2 separate regions of the Capra hircus genome follow, and region 2 is linked to region 1. Evidence: chromatin contacts called from public Hi-C data. All regions are on one chromosome and are shown on one strand. Each heading gives the region's core, a stretch centred on a gene start, on an enhancer-like site or on the middle of the called end of the contact. The rest is flanking DNA. Distances are from core to core; before and after follow the strand shown.

What was found. A called contact is a pair of places that touch in the nucleus more often than the background predicts.
Region 2: a contact with region 1 is called in a Hi-C map of blood, with 5 times the contacts expected there. The contact joins the enhancer-like site here to the promoter of CCNI in region 1. A contact is called at or near these places in 2 of 5 Hi-C or Micro-C datasets (both in blood).

What each region holds. Positions count from the first base shown.
Region 1 is chr6:92,413,565-92,416,389 of ARS1.2, forward strand. CCNI (cyclin-I) reads right to left here and starts at 1,339. Exons shown (of 7, transcript XM_005681795.3): 1 at 769-1,339.
Region 2 is chr6:92,549,025-92,552,104 of ARS1.2, forward strand. No RefSeq gene overlaps it. Among named protein-coding and RNA genes, the nearest start is that of CCNG2, 60 kb to the left of the region's middle. Within about 2 kb of position 1,522, at least 1 of the 5 cell types and tissues checked has an H3K27ac peak or open chromatin away from gene starts, as enhancers often do.

The DNA of each region.
Region 1 (2,825 bases), core at 89-2,588:
GTAAGTTGCAAACCACTTAGAACCATGCCTGTCCAATAGTAAGCCTCAACAAGTGTTACTATTAACATCATAATGTCACACTGCTATTGTTCAAACGCTGAGTGGCTCCCACCGACAGAATAAAAGTTGAATACTTTGACATTCAAAGATCTCCAGTCTGATGCCATCCTACCTCCGGAAAGATACCCTTCCACTACTTTGCTATCTAATTCGCAACTCCTACCCAAACGATCTGCAGTGGAATCACTAGCTCGGCAGAGGGCCTTCCGCCCTCTTCAACTTTTCGGTCTTACTCCCCTTAGGGTGCAAACTCTTAAGCTCAGCTCCTTCGGCAGATCTTCCCCACCCACCCAAAACCCCGAGTAACGTTCCTCTCCCCCGCCTTCCCGCAGGTTTTCCCCATCATCTGCACCCCACCCCGTCCCGTCCCCAGCACCGCCTGCTTTGCAAAGTGAACGATTTTCCCCCGGGTCCCTTGGGGGCGTTGAGGTCTAGGGTTGGGGGTGTGTCCTTCTTTGTGTATCCCCCGGGCTCGCGGAGCCTAGAACGCACACTAGGAGGCGATTTGCTGCAGCTACAAAAAAAGTTACGCGCTGACGGAAAAAATTGGCCCGAAAGGGAACCCAGCGGAGCTGTTTCCGAACTGGGCAGGGGCCGAGTTGTTGGTGAGAGGAGTGGGATGGGGGGTGTCCGGCAGGTTTCCCCGACGGAGCGCGCGGCGCTGGAGGGGGTCGCGCGCGGATCGCGAGGACCGTCCCCGCCCCTCACCTTCTCCTCCTCTTCTTCCTCCTCCTCCTCCTCCCCGGCAGAACTGTAGACCTCAAAGTGGTGACGAGGGGTCATCCGGGGGCCCGTTACCACCTCATTTTCCTCTGCGCGCGGCGACGAGACGCGCGGGACCAGGACCGGGCCGACTGAGGAGGGAGAAGAGGGGGAAGCGGGCCGGAGGGCGCGGGCGCTGGCGCTCGAGCGGGACGCACGGCTGCAGCCGGTGGGCTGGTCAGCGAATTAGTTCCATGACGCCCCTGGACCTGAGGCCGCCGCCGCCGCCGCCGCCGGTCCCGCTCCTCCAACCGCCGCCGCTTGTGCCCGGGTGGGGAGGGGGTTCCCTCTCGCCATAGGGCGGCGGGGGCCGGGGAGAGGCGGGGGGTGAGACCGGCTCTGCCCCTGCCCAGGGGAAGCGCCTCCGAGGGGAAATGGTGAAAGGGGGGGAAGGGGGAAAAATAAAAAAAAAAATAAAAAGGAAGGGGAAAGGGGGGAGAAAAATAAGAAAAAGCGAGACAGAGGCGATGCCGCGTCCGCTCGCGGGGAAGGCTGGGGAGGGAGGGGAAGAGAGAGAGAAAGAAGTGCCGGCTTCTTCGGCTCCGCCCTCGCGGACCGATTTCTAGACTCGCTCACTCCCCGTAAACAACCCTGGTTTGGTCTCACATCCTCCAACTTTTCCCTCTCCGCCGCTTTTTTCCGTCCAACGAACGTACTCAGAAGTTCGGCAAAAAGCTGGGCTGTTGGCAACGGGCCGGGAAAGTCTTTGGCATTGGGGTAGAAGGAGGGGTAAAGAAAGCTAAAGGTGCGTGGACTCGTTTTCCATGGAGCAGCGGAAGGGTTTTCTCTTCGACGGCACGGTGACGTAAGCGCCTCCTCGACTCGCTGGAAAAGACGTGCGGAGGCAGGAGAGTGCGCTGCGCATGCGCCCGGAGGAAAGAAAGACCAGGCTGAGCGCTCTGCTAGGGGGTGGGGTTTTATCTGGATGCTCTCCTGGCCAAACCTAGGGCTACCTGGTTTTACCAGCCCATCTTTGTCTTTGGGGCTTGTAAAAGGATCTTTTGGGGAAAAAGCCGGCGATCTGTTGCGTAAAAGTCTTGCATTCTTTGTTGACCTCGCAAAAAGTTCTGTGTTCTCTTCTCATCGTTGACATAAAAATAGAATTGCAGGGTTTGGTTTTTTTTTTTTTTGCTGCCACGTCGTGGGTGGAGGGAGATTCTCAAGTGTATTAGCGATCGGAGAAATTGCGGGGGGCATATTCTTAAGCACCTTTTCTTTTAAAACTAAATTACATTTCTGGCAGCCGGGAACCTACTTGGTAAGGCGCCAAGGAAATTCTGTACTGTTAACCAACGCATCTGAGTATTTCAGAGTAGGGTTACTACCACGTCTGTTAATGAGTGTGTGATAACATATAAATGTGTTTTATTTGGGGTTTCTTTACGGGTTTTGGTGATTTTTTGCTTATCTTTTTAAATTGTTGTAGTTATAAAAAGAATAGAATTACAGAAAGTTTTGAAAAAGGAAAAAAACCCTCAAACTGAACTGTTTACAGAAGTAGTCGCATTTGTGTTTTCCATTTCTGGTTTTTATATGCCTGTTTTTAACAGTCACTTAAATTTGTTTTGAGCTTATTCAGCCAGCTAGGTGCTAATAAGCTCTAGCAAACTGGAAGTAACTAAGACAAATAGCTTCTACCTTCGTGGAGTTTACTATCCAAACACAGAGGAAAACCGTGGAGCTAATTATCATTAACTAAAATCACCCAAAAGGGTGATTTGTTTACTTGTACGTTACATTCCCTCTGTAGAATATGAGGTCTAGGATGGCTGGGGTCTTGCATGTTTTATTTTACCGTCTATTCCTGCATGTAAAAGGCTCTCAATACTTGATCACTGACTAAACAATTAGCAGTATTAAGATGGAAAATTGCAGGCTGCTAGGGAAACACCTAATCCTAGACTAGTTAGGGATATCAGAGAAGGTTTCTGTGAGGAAAAGGCATGTAAGATGATACTTGAAACTACTGGTCATCAAAGTGGGGAAAGTGTGATACAAGCAGA
Region 2 (3,080 bases), core at 272-2,771, 140 kb after region 1:
TGGGTAATGACCCTGTCTAATTTTAAGCTTCTTCAAAGAGATACTGAAAATCATGATTCACTGGGCTTTTTCTTAGTTTACAAAACTAAAAGCTGGTTTGTTTATAATTGTGTACTAAATTAATTGCCTGAATGTTTGTAACCTGGTTGGTAGCTGGTATGTCCAGCCAAAGGTTCTGTGGGGACACTTAAAACCTTGAATGAACAGATTCACCTGTTGAGAGAGTTTGGAAGATCCATGAAGTGCTAGCTGTTGGGTGCCTTCTCATTCTCCATCCCCATTGCTGGAATCGGGTGTGTTTTAGAATGTTGAAGTTTTCTGTACCTCACTGGGGTGGGGAAGATTTATCAGATTAATAGATGACACAAACTCCCAGGTGAACTGAAAGTAGGACAACGGAAACAGCGCCATTTACATCCCAATCTACTCAACGTTAATATTCCAAAGAACACATGGGAGCCTCTTCAGGCTGAGGAAGCCAGGTTTATCTTCAGCGCACTTCATGGTGAATTTCCCCACTGATTGCAGCTTCTGCTCACATTCCTACTAGGTTTCACATAAGCGGAAGTTACCCTTCTTTAGCAGTCGACTCCAAGCAGACATCTTAAACACCCTGTCTCATGGTCATAGGACCCTTCTTGTTTGGGTTCTCTATAGCATTTTCCTGGCTCCAGACTCATGTTCATACTAGTTACACACTTGCCTAATCTTATCACCTTTTCTTTCACCTCTCTTGACATCTTATGTTCACTTTCTATTCTTTGCTTTACCATTTGCCTTAAACGCTAGTGGGAAGAATTCCCTGGTTGCCCATTGGTTAGGACGCTGCAGTTTCACTGCTGAGGGTACAGGTTCAGTAAGATCCTCAAGCTGTGTCGCATGGCAAAAAGACTAAGGAGTATTGACAGTTCTGGTTCCCAATTTTCCTTGTGTTGTAAACACTTAGTCTATACACATGTTCATTGCTCACATACATGGGACCATTGGTGGTTATGTGAGCAGTAGATCAGAGTCGTGACTAACTATAAAATTTGTGAGTATAGACAAACAATAGTAGCAGCAGTAGCTGAGCCATTATACCATTGTTCTAAATGCTTTATACACTGGTTGATTTTAGTAACTCCTAAAGAGTGGTTATTTACACTTCATAAGTTAAAAAAAAAATGGAGGCCTAGAGTTTGTCACTTTCTCAATCTCCCCACCTAGGAAGTGTCTTTATGTACACAATTAAATTGCCCTTACAGTGATTTGCTATCATGGGCCTGTAGAACAAACCTTTTATCTAATACTGAATTTTATAGTTAAGGGTTAGGTATCATAAATATCAGACTGAATCTTAGCCCCAAATGACACGTAGTCAGGTAGCTGTCATTCCTGTCTTGCTCAGTGAGTAGCTAGTTGTCTTAAGGGAACAACAGTCACTTCCTGTATCACAATGTCCTGTCTGCTTACACGGCTTCTGTGTACACTGACTCAAATGTCAACTGTGGGTAATGTGCGGTTTCTATCATTATGTGAACAGAAATTTGGTGTGGCCAGATGACTGGTTAAATGTCATGAGCTTAGTCATGTACATGTTTGTGTCAGACTAAATGACCAAATAGATATAAAAAGGTAGAATAGATCTGTCATAACTTGGAACATATCTTGCTGTCTTTCCCTTGCATTTTTTGGTGGCTTAACTCCACCCAAGATCTCTGGACTGTTTCAATAAACCAGTTAAGGTCTATGTTTGTCATATATGATTAACAAATGCATGTATTTAATTCTCCCGAACAGTAAGATTTAGATTCATTTTACAGAATACCTGTCTGATTCAGTGAAGCAAGCAGTAGCTGTCACCTGATGTACTGGAACTGATGCAGAAATCTTACTGTGAGGTATTGCAACAGTCAGTTGTAATACTTCTGACTTACCTGAGAAAACACTGAAATACTGGCCTGCTGCCAGATAAATGAATCTCAATTACTCAGTTTCGGACAGTTACACACTTTTATAGGTGATGCTCTGAGGCCAACTGCCCAGTCTCTCTCATAAGAGGTACTGGAATTTGAACCTCAGATCTCATTCCAAAGTCAAGTACTTGGATGCTGGGATGGTTATCAAAACACCTCATTCAGCCTGACTCAACCTTACTGCCGAAAGCTGCTACTCAATTTCCTTGTGCATAGGTGACTAATACCATGCACTTTGTTTCCGCCAATAAGTAATCCGGTTGTTTCACTTAATGGTCTTCTCTCCAGCTCGCTCAATTCTACCCACTTCATTCCCACTAAGATGGTTGTCTCCATATGACCTCCAGTCTGTTGACCCCTTTATTTCTGTATTCTAGCTGCTTCCTTAATTTTCTTGTTAGCATGTCTTTTCTCCCAAGTAACAGTTTTGTGCCTCTATTTCAGTCCTTTCTGATAAACCTTAACCCTGTGTAGATCAAGGTGTCTACTTTGTCCTAATACTGGAAGAGTAGAGTTGGGCTGAATTTATAAAGACCAAGGTATTTTTGTGCCTCTGAACTCATCACTGACTTTAGGATCTCTGCCAAATGTCGCAGAAGGGAGGAAGAGAAGCCAGAAAAACAGTTGTTGGGCAATCTTGAGCTTAGATTTCTCTTAAACCCAAATGTCAGGTAACTATTGCTTTGTTCTCTTAATAGCATTCCATTGCTCTCAAAGATTATAGATAAGATGGTAAGTGCGCATTATTAGCTACAAATCAATGCAGCGTGAGCTGACATTTCACGTTTTGTTTTCACTTACTCTCATCAATTCTTATAAAACTCAGCACCCTAAGTATCTGCCATGTCAGGCTCCACGCACTGACTTCCTTCTCTGGATCAGTCTCTTTGAGAGAAGTCTCATGACAGGGACACTAAGAGAGAGGGCCTTTGGGATGATGGGACTCATAATGTGAGAAACTCTCGAAAGTGGTTCCAGAGACCTCAGGCCTCTGAATAAGAGGTTCCACAGCTATGAACCTCTTGTCCTAAGAGGGCTTTGGATTTCCCTGGTGATGAAGACTCTGTGCTCCCAATACAGGGGGCCTGGGTTGGAACCCTGGTCAGGCAACTAAGAACCTACGAG